2 separate regions of the Rattus norvegicus genome follow, and region 2 is linked to region 1. A link is a contact called in public Hi-C data. All regions are on one chromosome and are shown on one strand. Each heading gives the region's core, a stretch centred on a gene start, on an enhancer-like site or on the middle of the called end of the contact. The rest is flanking DNA. Distances are from core to core; before and after follow the strand shown. Region 1 overlaps LOC120103146 (a long non-coding RNA gene). Region 2 overlaps Bach2 (BTB domain and CNC homolog 2).

What was found. Hi-C and Micro-C count contacts between places; a contact is called where the count stands out from the background.
Region 2: a Hi-C map of the A7r5 cell line shows a contact between it and region 1, with 2.6 times the contacts expected there. The contact joins two enhancer-like sites. A contact is called at or near these places in 5 of 12 Hi-C or Micro-C datasets (the A7r5 cell line, hepatocytes, kidney and 2 more).

The regions. Positions count from the first base shown.
Region 1 is chr5:51,227,669-51,233,819 of GRCr8, reverse strand. It overlaps LOC120103146 (a long non-coding RNA gene), which reads right to left. Exons shown (of 3, transcript XR_005505252.2): 1 at 5,910-6,151; 2 at 5,134-5,265; 3 at 4,000-4,878. Among named protein-coding and RNA genes, the nearest start is that of Map3k7, 76 kb to the right of the region's middle. Within about 2 kb of position 1,924, at least 5 of the 93 cell types and tissues checked have an H3K27ac peak or open chromatin away from gene starts, as enhancers often do. A contact at or near this core is called in the A7r5 cell line, where this site is marked.
Region 2 is chr5:51,530,943-51,536,540 of GRCr8, reverse strand. All of the region lies in intron 1 of Bach2 (BTB domain and CNC homolog 2), which reads right to left. Among named protein-coding and RNA genes, the nearest start is that of Bach2, 20 kb to the right of the region's middle. Within about 2 kb of position 2,315, at least 14 of the 93 cell types and tissues checked have an H3K27ac peak or open chromatin away from gene starts, as enhancers often do. A contact at or near this core is called in the A7r5 cell line, where this site is marked.

The DNA.
Region 1 (6,151 bases), core at 675-3,174:
CTACAGTTGGGAGTAACTGCAGATGGCAGTTGGGAGTAACTTTTTAAATTGGAAATTCCAAAGAAAGGAGACTGTAAATGTCTCACGGTTGGTACAGTACTCGCCTAGCTTGCCTTTGCTATGGTTTGATGCCTAGGGCCATATAAACCAGGTCATTGCTGTAGTAATCCCAGCACTAAGGGGGTAGAGGAAAGAGATCAGGAGCTGGGAAGGGAAGAAAGGATCAATCTACCCTTGCCAAAAATATGCTTTTCCAGGAAATAATGTTAGCCATCAAATAAGCTTGCAAGTACCACAGGCCAGAATTTAACCCAGGAAGGAGAATCTCAAAGGGAAGGGTCTCTCAACGCCACCTTGCTCTCTTCTCATTTTCATAAAGACAGGTAAAAGCAAGTCCTGAACAAGCACGTGGGAACCAAACCCAGAGGAAGATTTACAATTCTGGGGTACGTTTTCATGAGTGGAGTTAACATCTGCAGGCTTGCGAGATCTGGGCTCCCAAAAGATTCTAGGATCTAAGCAAGCAGGGCTCAACCCAGAGGCACTGAGAAGGAGGACCACTCCCCCGGTAAGTCCACAGAACTGAGTGCAGAGATCAGATTTTCCCAGCCCCTTCTCTTTATCTGGAGCACAGCACCCCCATGCCGTCCCCGCCCCGTCGTCCCCCTGGCCCCCAGCACACACAAGCCTTCGATTGGGATCAGAGCCCAACCGACCATTATTGAATTTCTTGGTCTTCAGGATGGGCTCATCTGACCCAGTTTCCCCTGGGCCGGCCACTGGAACTTCTAGAAGGCTCCAGTCTGATGTACATGGCTAGTTTTATCTGCATTTGAACTTCACCAAAGCATTCCGAACTAGAAGCTAGGATAGATGGGCGCAAGGGACAGGACTCTGTCACTGGCTCCTCTGTTTTAAATATGTACGCGTTGAAAAACGAACAGCGGTTTTGAGTCAGGCAGACCTGGTTTCAAATTCAAGTGCTCGGAACAAGCCCTTGCTGTCACTGAGTGAGTGAAGTAATCTTCAGAGTGAGTTTGGCACAGCACTTACTGTTTATCTAGTAGGTACCAATACTTATAATACTAGTAATTATAACTCTGCTCGGGGCATACCTTCCCAGAGCAGCAGCTCAATTACCCTCAGAGATGTTCTCCTCTGAAATGAGACTCTTAGGATACAGTGGGGGAAAGTTTTTGCTCCGAGTCGGGGTTGGGGGCTGGGTTGGTGGTGATATGACTCATTGGTGAGGAAGGCTTGTTACTCTTCTGGGGAATCCCATTTTTCCAAAGGATCCTAATTTAGTATCCAGCACTCACACCCTCCTGTTCCAAACCTCTTGTGTCTTCAGTTCAAGGGGAGCTAACATCCTATTTTGATATCCATGGGCAAGCACACACATGGGACGTACATACACACAGGTATGTACGTTTTAAAAATTGCTTCCTAGGGGTTGGGGATTTAGCTCAGTGGTAGAGCGCTTGCCTAGGAAGCGCAAGGCCCTGGGTTCGGTCCCCAGCTCCGAAAAAAAAAAAAAAAAAAGAAAGAAAAAAAAAGAACCAAAAAAAAAAATTGCTTCCTATAAATTCCCTGCTTCTGAATCTGAATTTTCCTTTGAACAGCTGGTCCCAACGGGGAAGTGACCAGGAGGCTGGTTATCTGGACGGAGCTTGTAGAATAAACCCACCAGTCCAGGGGGCCGGAAGTCAAAGGTTTTTTCTCAAGTCACTATATTCAATTACCCAGAAGGCTCCATGGTGGTTTCTCCCCAGCAAAACTGTGAAGCCTCTGGAGAGACTGGAAGCGGAGAGGAAAGTCCGAGTGGCCAAAAACACTGAATCTGACACCAGTAATCTGAAGTTAGGGAGGACAAAAAAGAAAAACAAAGCCGGCCTTCTTAGCAATACTGGCTGTCGCCAAATAAAAGACCTTTGGAAGCCTGTGCGTGTACTGCCATCTAGTGGCTGGAGAAGGCATGGCCGGTAACATCCTGGACCCCGCTATGCGAAAAATTCTCCTTTGAAGAATTTATCGAGAGGCATATTGTCGAAAGCTTTTAATGATTCTCTAATTTTGTTTCATAATGTCCGCAAATAACTGACAAGTTTGTGATAATTATAGGACAGGGGTAGTTTACTCATCTGGCGGCTCAGTTGGCGTCTAGTTGGTAATGTCTTTGGGGAAGGGTAAAACCCATTTTCTCTGAAAGCAAGGGGGGTCCAGAGAAGCAACGAGGCATCTCAATAGCACAGTGCTGGCCTAGCGTGAAGAAGGCCACTCATTATCCCCAGGTAACACCCTTGTGTCCTCAGCCCTCTGTTCTCTGACTTCTAAATGCGTGTCCCTTGCTTCCCTTTTAAGTTTTGCTACCACGTTTAAAACTCCTTCATTTAATTTCTGAGTTTCGGGGAAAGATTCCGTACTTGCGGACGCTCTCCTCTGGATTTTAGATGTGGGCTCGTTCCTTTGCATCACTGGCCCTGAGACTATGAAATACTGCTCTCCATGGGCAGCCTGCTCCTCAATGATCACAGAGCCACAGAATTTGGGAGCTGTACCAAAGTGATAGGTTCAAAAATCTCTCCCAAGTATTCATAGTCTAAAACCTCCCAGGGCAATTTAAAACTTACTTACATTATATTTACTGACTTAAAAAAAAATCTAAGCCTGAGACAGCTAAATGGCTCTCACAGGGTAAGTCTGACACCTGAGTTTGATCCTTGGAAGGAGAGAGCAAACTCATAGTGATCCTCTGAGATGATCACACACCATGCACACACACACACACACACACACACACACACACACACACACACACCAACATGCACACACATACAAACACAGACACACATACACAAACACACAGACCAATACACACACACGTACAAACACAGACACACACACGACACATACCACACACACATACAAACACACACACAAACACAAACACACACTACACACATATCAAACACACACACATACACACACACACAAACACATATAAACACAGACACATACACCATACACACAAACCAAACACACATTATTTTTACAAAGCCAAGAGTAGCTGTATCCCTCTGAAGCCCCAGGGCTGGGGAGGCAGAGCTGGGAGGATCCTTAGGACTTGCTGGCCAGCCATCCTGCGTCAGTGAATTCCAGGTTTCACTGAGAGACTGAGTCTCAAAAAGCAAGGTGAAGCCAGGGAGATGACTCAGTGGATAAAGTGCTTACTGCAAAAACATGGGGACCTGGGCTCAGATCCTCAGAACCTAAGACAGCTCTGACAGGGTAAGTCTGACACCTGAGTTTGATCCTTGGAAGCCAGACTTGAGAACTGCCTGGCCCGTATAGCTGAAATGACAAAGTCCAAGTTCATTAACAGACTTATTAAAAAAATAGTGTTGTGTAAAGCATGGCAGGAGGACGCCCGACATTGGCCATGGACTCCACACGCAGAGGAGGGCAGAGCAACTCACAACACCCACCCTCACACAAATAAAAACGCAGGCGACCGTTTCTGAGGAATGATGCCTGAGGTGGAACCCTGGTCTTAAAAGGCCTGTGCACACTTGCACGCACATGTGTGTACACACCTGCACACAGACACAGACCACACCCAAAGTGAAGGCTTATGTTGAATTTAGTCTCCTGGAACCTGGGGTCTTTCATATGAGAATCACATGCGAGTCACCACATTTTGGAGAGTAATTCATGCTTCCTGTAGCTGTGATAAATGCTGTATGGCCAAAAGCGACCTGGGAAGGAAAGTTTCTCTCATCCTTCTCTTCCAGATAATAGACAATCACCGGGGAAAGTCAGAGCAGGAACTTGGGTAGGGCAGGGACTCAAACACTGCAGGATTTTAAAGGCGAGAAACCTTTGTGCCTTACCTAGTATCAGTGACAGAAATACAAATGAAGCCCGGACTTCTACACGTGAAGTCTGCCCACTCCCTTCTCTGCCCCTCCCTCCCCCCACACCTCCCAAGGCCCTGGAAGATATACCATTTCAAATACCCACACCCAGGTTTCTCAGCCGCATGCTAGTGCAGTGTCACACATGATTAGCTGGAACCCATAGGACCAGGTCACCATGCAGGCAGCCAGGAGGAGGAGTTACGGGAAGAGGGCCCACCATTCCAGCATACAGATCAGGAGAGCCCAGGAGAGTTGTGTGTTTCACATGCATACCCTTGTTCCCAGAGTCTGGACCAGAAAGAGCTGAAACTCTGATCAGGGGAATGAATGAAGCAGCAATCAGACAAGTTTCTGGGTACCAAGAAAGGAACCCCTGTGTCTACTAGAAAACCTTCAGGAGGGTATCTGTTTCTTTATTACTGGAAGGCTTGGCAGCCTTCTGGAGATGTCAAAACTTTGTCTTATATTTTTAGTTGTGAGCCTAACCTTTAATGGCTAAGCCATCTCTCCAGGCTGGCTCACAACCATCTATAAAGAGGTCTGATGCCCTCTTCTGGTGTGTCTGAAGGCAGCTACAGTGTACTTAAATATAATAAATAAATAAATCTTAAAAAAAAAAAACAACTTTGCCTTAGTTTCCGTGTTGGTTAGGGTTTGTTTGTTTGGTGAGTTTTGTTTTTTTGTTTGTTTGTTTTTGTTTTTGATTTTAACACAAGCGACAGTCATCTGGAAAGAGGCAACCTGTTGACCTGTAGGCAAGGCTGTGGGGTACTTTCTTGATTGATAATTGTTGCAGGAGAGAGAACCCAGGTCGTCGTGGAGGGTGCTGTCCCTGGGCAGGTGCTCCAGAGCAGGCTGAGCAAGCCATAGTGAAGAAGCCAATAAACGGCGTTCCTGCATGGCCTCTTCCTTTGTTCATGCCTTAATTCTGTCCTGACTGGCTTCAGTGATTGATTGCGACCTGCGCGATGAAATAAAGCGCTTATTTCCCCAGTCGCTCGCTCTTGGTCATGGTGTTTATCGCAGCAACAGAGACCTAACTAGGACAGCTCCCATCGTAACGGAATTGGCGGTGAGCTTCAAACTAATGTGCCACACGGGTTAAAATCCCATTTTGTTTCAGTTAGCTGTGGAACCGTAGACGGAGTGGAACCCAGGAAAGCAGCCAGGACCTGGGTGTAGCCACCAGGGTCTTTGTTCCCGGGCACCCGCTTACCTCCAGCACGGTCATGTGAGAAATAGGATTTCCAGCATCCGGGGCTTTCCAGAAAAGGGCGCGCCTCGCCCCAGGTTCGTGGTGTTTAAACAGTTGGTGGATCCACGTTTGAAGATGATGTAGCCACAGCCTCTGTGGTTTTGTGAGACAGCAAAAAATAGTTTAATGGTTCAATTAGCTCCTCGAGGAGAGACGCGGTGCTTGAGATCTGCCAAGTAAGCAGCGTGTAGCCTCTGTGGGAGAAAAGGGGTCAGCGACTTCTGTTGAAGATGCTGCTTCCTGCACAGCCAGATGTAGTCTGCATTTCCTTATTGCTTTTTCCCAATAGCTGTGCTCAGGGGGGATAAACTTTACTTAACCTAATTAATTTTAATCACAGCTTTCAAATCTCATACTGTGAAAAGAATTACAAATTGGAATACATTAATAGAAGCCATAGTTTATGCTGCAAGCTAATCATGAAATGTGCATTTACATTTTCTGCATGAGTTTGCAATTATCATTAAAATAAAAAAATCTGTTATGTCCTTTTAAATTACCAAAATGCGAACAGCAGATTGAGCAGGCTCAGTGTGTGTGTGTGTGTGTGTGTGTGTGTGTGTGTGTGCGCGCGCGCGCGCACGCGCGCGTGCTAAACTGCTAGAAGAATGTCTAAATTTCCAAGAAAGAGATGACTACCTCCATTTGAGTTACCGTGAGACGGGATTGGCAGCGCTCTAGGACGTTTTTGTTTTTTTAAATAACCTTTAAAAGCAATGACGCTGCAGAAGCCTCACCTGCCTTAACAAGCAGTCCTCCGAGTTCCGTCCAGAGATAACATATTCACATATCTTCATTCTTCCCTCCCCTCGCCGTAACACCACACACATGTATCTTCACTTTGGGGTTCTCTGAAGATTTCCACATTGTCAATATAATATAACTGGTTCCTCAAAGGATTAGAGATAGTTTAAATAAAACACAGGAAGCATACTCATAACATTCTAATAAAAATTAGTTTGGGGCTGGGTGGTGGTGG
Region 2 (5,598 bases), core at 1,066-3,565, 300 kb before region 1:
TGTGTTGTACAGCTGAAGCATTTGCTTCCACTGCTCTGTGGCTCTCACCGATCTGCTCATCTCTGAACCTAACGTCTTCTTTTTCTCTCTTAGATAGAAATGTGAGTCATGATGACCCCTGAACACCAGCCTTGCTTTCTCCTCTCTACGGTGCATCTCTGTTGCCTCTGCTTGGCAAGACCCTCCACAGTCCTGAAGGCAAATGACAGCTTCTCTGACAAGGCTTCCTTGCTTCCCCAGGTCCACCTGCCTCCCCTTCAGCTTGGTCACTCTACAGTTCTTTCTCTTATCATGTCTTGTCTGGTCTTGTCTTTGGTTGGGGCTAAGATCCTGACTTCCCACTGGTCTCCAGGTTCCACACACGAATGGGACTGAAATTGTGAAGGTGGTTTAAACGCACAGGGTAAATGAAACAGTCGTTCTGGGATTGAGACAGATACACAATCTTCCAGGCAGCGGCCCGAGAAGCCTGCAGCTTTCTGTAACCGACCCCCTACGGGAAGGATGATACACATCACATGGGTGGCCAGTCTCCCCCAGCGCAGTATCGATCGCACCTGAAGCACTCACTCAGTAATTCAAATGCACCTCCATCTCCTGCTGCATTGTTCCATTTTATTTTATTCAGGCGGGGTCTTCCTATGCAGCCCAAGCTGGCCTTGAACTTACAACCTTCCTACCTCTTCAGTGCTAGATGTTCAACCTCAAATGTTTATGTGAGGTTATTTATGGGGAAATCTAATGGCTGAGGTTGGCACTTATGTTTATAGTTATATAATTCTGTAATGTCACCCGATGAACTTTGTGCCTTAACTCTGCTATCCCGGAAGTGGTTGACTATGAACCCAGTATATGAAGCATGATCTATGAAACTCCAACATTCCTAATAACCCACGGAGCCCTTGTCAAACCTACACTTAACAGAACAAGACGTTTTAACAGGCATTGGTTATTCTTGACAGAAACGGTGAAGTCCAGGTGAGAAAATGGTTACTGCCCATCCTTATTGCCTTCAGGGAAAGTAGTGTGTACATCTGGCAAGCCTCACTGCATGCGGGAGGTGAGTCCAGACAGGGGCTGGTTTGATGGGCCACTCAGACTACTCCCTTATTGCTGGAGACCTGCTCTAGGGCTCTGGGAGCTGTCTATACTCCAGGATGTTTGACTGAGTTCTGTTTACTGTGAAGATTTAATAAGCAGAGCTAGTTAATGAGTGCTGGCTGAATCTCATACCAACCCTCACATCATGCACGCAGCCAGCAGGCATATACGTTACGGTGTCCCACGGGAGTTGCAACAGTGCTGATGAGAGACTAAATTCGGGGTGGTTGGAAGGGGCATGAATAAGCATCCTTAGCCATAAAAGGTGGCAGAAGCGATCTCTCTGTGCTCCTCAGACCCACGAAGGCTGTCGATTTAGTCTTCACCAGCACAGGCTGCAGCACTCTTTCCTTTCCTCATGGCCGCCTTTCTGAAGTTCGAAGCAGCTCGCACACTGTGTCACCTGAAACCGGGTGCCAGGACCCACAGACACGGTGGTCACAGTGAACAAGGTAATATTTCAGAAAGTGCCAGGCAGGAAAACCTGATTCATTCGAGCTTAGAAGGGATTCTGTAAACAGAAGAGATGCATAGAACATTCTCTCCTTCTTGGGACTCCTCCTTTCTAGGGTGCTATGACCGCACATGTGCAAATTCCCTCCTTGATTCCCAGGTCAAGGGGCTGTTGTTTGTGCTTTGAAGAAAATAAGGCAGACTTTGGCAAGGAAACAGAATTCTAGAAAGGATTCTCAACCTCCCCCAAGATTCCTACACAATCTGGTTCTGTACCTCCCTCCTCCCCCTTCCCCATCACCCAGACTGGTCCAAGGACAGAAGCAGTGGTAAGAGGAGCGTGTTCCTCGGGGAGCACCTGATCAGGTGAAGCTTTGTCAGGTAGAGGCTTTCCTTCAACTGACCTTTGTTCTAACCCTAGCCAAGGCACACCCATCTCTGTCATCCCGTGGAAGGCTGCCGAGGGTCTGTGAGATACAGGGCTGAAGCTTGAAGGAGTAGAAACAACCCAGAACTTAGGTAAGGCTAAGGGTGTTAAGAGGAGGGCAGACTCTACAAGCTGCTTTCGTATACTGCAGTCATTGGGTCACCTCATTTGTGCACATGAACATAACCAGGCAGGTAACCAGTCAGGGACTGTTCCCATGGTCAGGGCCCTATGTGGAGTGACGGCTGTGGAGACTGAAGGGGTTAAGAGCACCTGATTAGTAACCAGAAGCTGAGAGTCCGGGGTATGAATGGTATGCAGCTGGGCAGTTTTCCAAAGCCCATGCCGTGGCTTCGGATCAGGAAGGCTGCTATAAACAGGCATGTGTGTGCTCGGGGCCTGATAAGTCCATGGGGGCAGAGAAAGCTTGTAGCCACCCAGCCTGAGGAAACTTGCAGGGGGACTGGGCTTCCACTTTAGGTGAACAATAGGTCCGTATCGGAAGCAGGCCTGGGGCACTTGCACACACTCAGAATGGTCTTTGACGTCCTGTACAGTAAATGACTGTTACAGGGGACTGAAAGCTGGGCATCGACTCTCAAATTACTCTAGCATAGAAAAACCACGAGAACGGCGTTCTAAAAATTCTCACGACAAAAACAGGCTATGAAGAAAGCACACAGCAAAATTACACACATGGATCTCAATTACACAAAATACAGGGATATGATTTAAAAAGACACACTAAATGTGCCGAAAAATCTAACAGGATTTTCTCTGATGGTGAAATTATGTGTTTTTTTTCCTTTTCTTACATTTACTTCACTCCCCTGTTTTTCTACTTCAATGGCAAAGAAAAGAATGAAGTTATTTAAATAAAAAAAATCCCTGAATGGAGTGTTATCTGCTGGTGGTTACCTGGCACGAAGTAGGACCATTCATGTTTATAAACTATTGCAGTGCACTGGTCTTCACATCTGCAAGCTTTAGTATCTACTGCCTTATACTGTCTACCTCCCGGGAGCAGAGGCTAAAGAGTCTGTGTGCTGATGGGCTCGACTTAAAAACTGCAGACAGAACGTTACATTATGACAACTACATAAATACACTTGGTTCTTTGTCACTCTGGTAACCAACTTTGAAAATTCCTTGTGTGACCCAGCCTTCCCTCCACTCTCTAAACCACAATGTATGGATGGCTTTTGGGGAGGGGGCAAGAAATATCCTGGGAGATTGCCCCTCTGCTGTATTTAAGCAGAAAGGAAAACTGCTACCCTACCCACCTCAGTGTTGAAACAGGAGCTAGTAGTTTGGTCTACCATTAGACTCCTGGCTGTCCTGGTCCCTAGAATAGAAAGTACAATGACATAGACACAAATAAACTCAGCTCAGCTCTACTCAAGCATACAGGTGACACTGGAGCCAAAATCAGCTAGCGTTTCCATCACAGCCTCCCGAGGTGATCGAAGTCCTGACAGTCCTCTGAGAGAACACCTACTCTAACTTTTGAACACACTCTCAAAGATACACTGCTAGCTACACACTGAAGCTTCTGCTTTATTTCGCTGTAATGGCTATAAAAGGACAGAAATGACTATATAGAGGTAGTATTCTTAACTAGAAACTTAAGATATATCAGAATGACAGAAATTAGTAGTCCCTTGTGAGGTTGGCACAAAACAGGCAGGAGGACAAATGTGCAACCCCAGTTTTTGCTCATCATGAAACACAGAGGCTAGTTTTTCAGGGCCATGATCTACCCATGTCCTCTGTCCACTTCTGTGGCAGTGGCCCCCATATCCAGGGCTCCCCCTCACAAGGTGCTCAGCGTGAAGTGCTCAATGTACACAGTGTTTTTGTCAGTATTTTAGGGAGCAGAGGTTAAGGGAAAGTTTAGGGACCTCTGTGGTAAGGGTGGGATGGAACTCTCAGATACACGGTGTCCCCATTAAGAGACCATGACTGAAGGAGCGTGGGGTGGGAGTGGTCATTAAGTCTGAAGTCAAGGCAATAGGCACAATTACACCGTTTTTAACTTAAGTCTGTTACAGCCATATAGCTGGCCCTCCTCGACGTTAAGAACATGATCCGGCAAGCAAACAAGCAAACAAAATCACCAATCCTTCTGGAGGGAAAAATCACAATTGGAGGGGAGCTAAGATCCTTTACTTAAGTAACAGCTCAAGTCTGTGGTGAGCACAGTAGTCTGAAAGGCTTGGGTGTGGCCACCTGAGAGACGCAGAGAAACTTAGAGGCAGATGTACCGAATTTTCGATTGCACAATAGAATGTGTCTGTGGAAAGCACCTCCTAACCGGAAGGATCTGTCACGGTAAAAATAGATCGGGTCAATAGCATCTGAGAAATACATGAGTGGGATTCCTATTTATCTTGTTTGCCGTGGCACTTTGGCACACGTGTGAGTCTGCACACATACCAGTGCGCGCGCGCGCGCACACGCACACACACACACACACACACACACACACACACACAAGCGTGTGCACACACACCCCTGTTCCCTGTTATTTGGTCAAAGAAGGAAAGAAAAAAAAACAATTTCACTCAAAGTATAACAAGAACTGGGGGCAGCTGGGGTAAAACAGCAAAACTGGCTGGGGCCGGCTCCCAGCAGGCTCTTCCTGGGGAGGCAGGGCAACCCCAATCTGAGAGTTCAGCCTTGCACACACAGAAAGAGTCATTCACACGTGTTCATATAGGTAGGAACCATTTTGCCCGAACTCATAGATGCCAGACTGACAGATAAAGTTAAAACGTCACTGATCAATTTGTACTAAGAAATATACTCTCCCAGATAGACAGAATTCTGGACTTGATTGTTTTCTGTAAATTAAGCCATCTACTGAACACCTACTTACTACAGTTGGGTCAGGGTCTATCTAGGCACCTTTGCATTTAATTCTGGAAACAAGCTTTGAGGTGCTGTTTGCGTACACTGTAAACTAGGGTGGAGGGAGAGGATTTGCCGGACCCCCTGAACTTGGAGGTGCAAGAGGCTCCTGGCTGATGTCAGTGGTCTAGACAACATCAGCTTCATCTGACAATGAAGGCCAGAGGTCATTGGTTAGTGCCATTAAGCCCAATGGTATACAATATATTGCCAACAGATATGACAGTTGGTCTGCGATTATCAGGGACAGCCCTAAATTTTTCAGTACCTGCCCCCAGCTCCTTTTGAGAGCCGTCAGACCGGAAGCCAACTGCTTGCATCTGACGTTATTAACACGCTACCGACTTCTAAAACGTCATTTTATTTACACGCATCTTTATTTTTCTACACATGGGTTTAGCTAAGAACTGGTCCCTAACTTTTGGGATTTTTATACATAGCTATTTCGGTCATTTTATGTTAACATGATAGTTTCGGTTTCAGATGACATTTTCTGTACTTTTCCTTGTGGTTCGAATTCGGAGGGTGTGAAGGAATTGGTACCTAGGCCTTGACTCATTTGTGTCTATCAGGAGTACATATGTAAATACACACGGTAAAAAAAAATGCTCGCCATCGTGCACACTTCAGTACAATCAAAGCGGACACCGGCGATTTACGAGCTTATTGTAGTAAGGAGAACCTAAGGAGATGGTTAGTAATGTTAT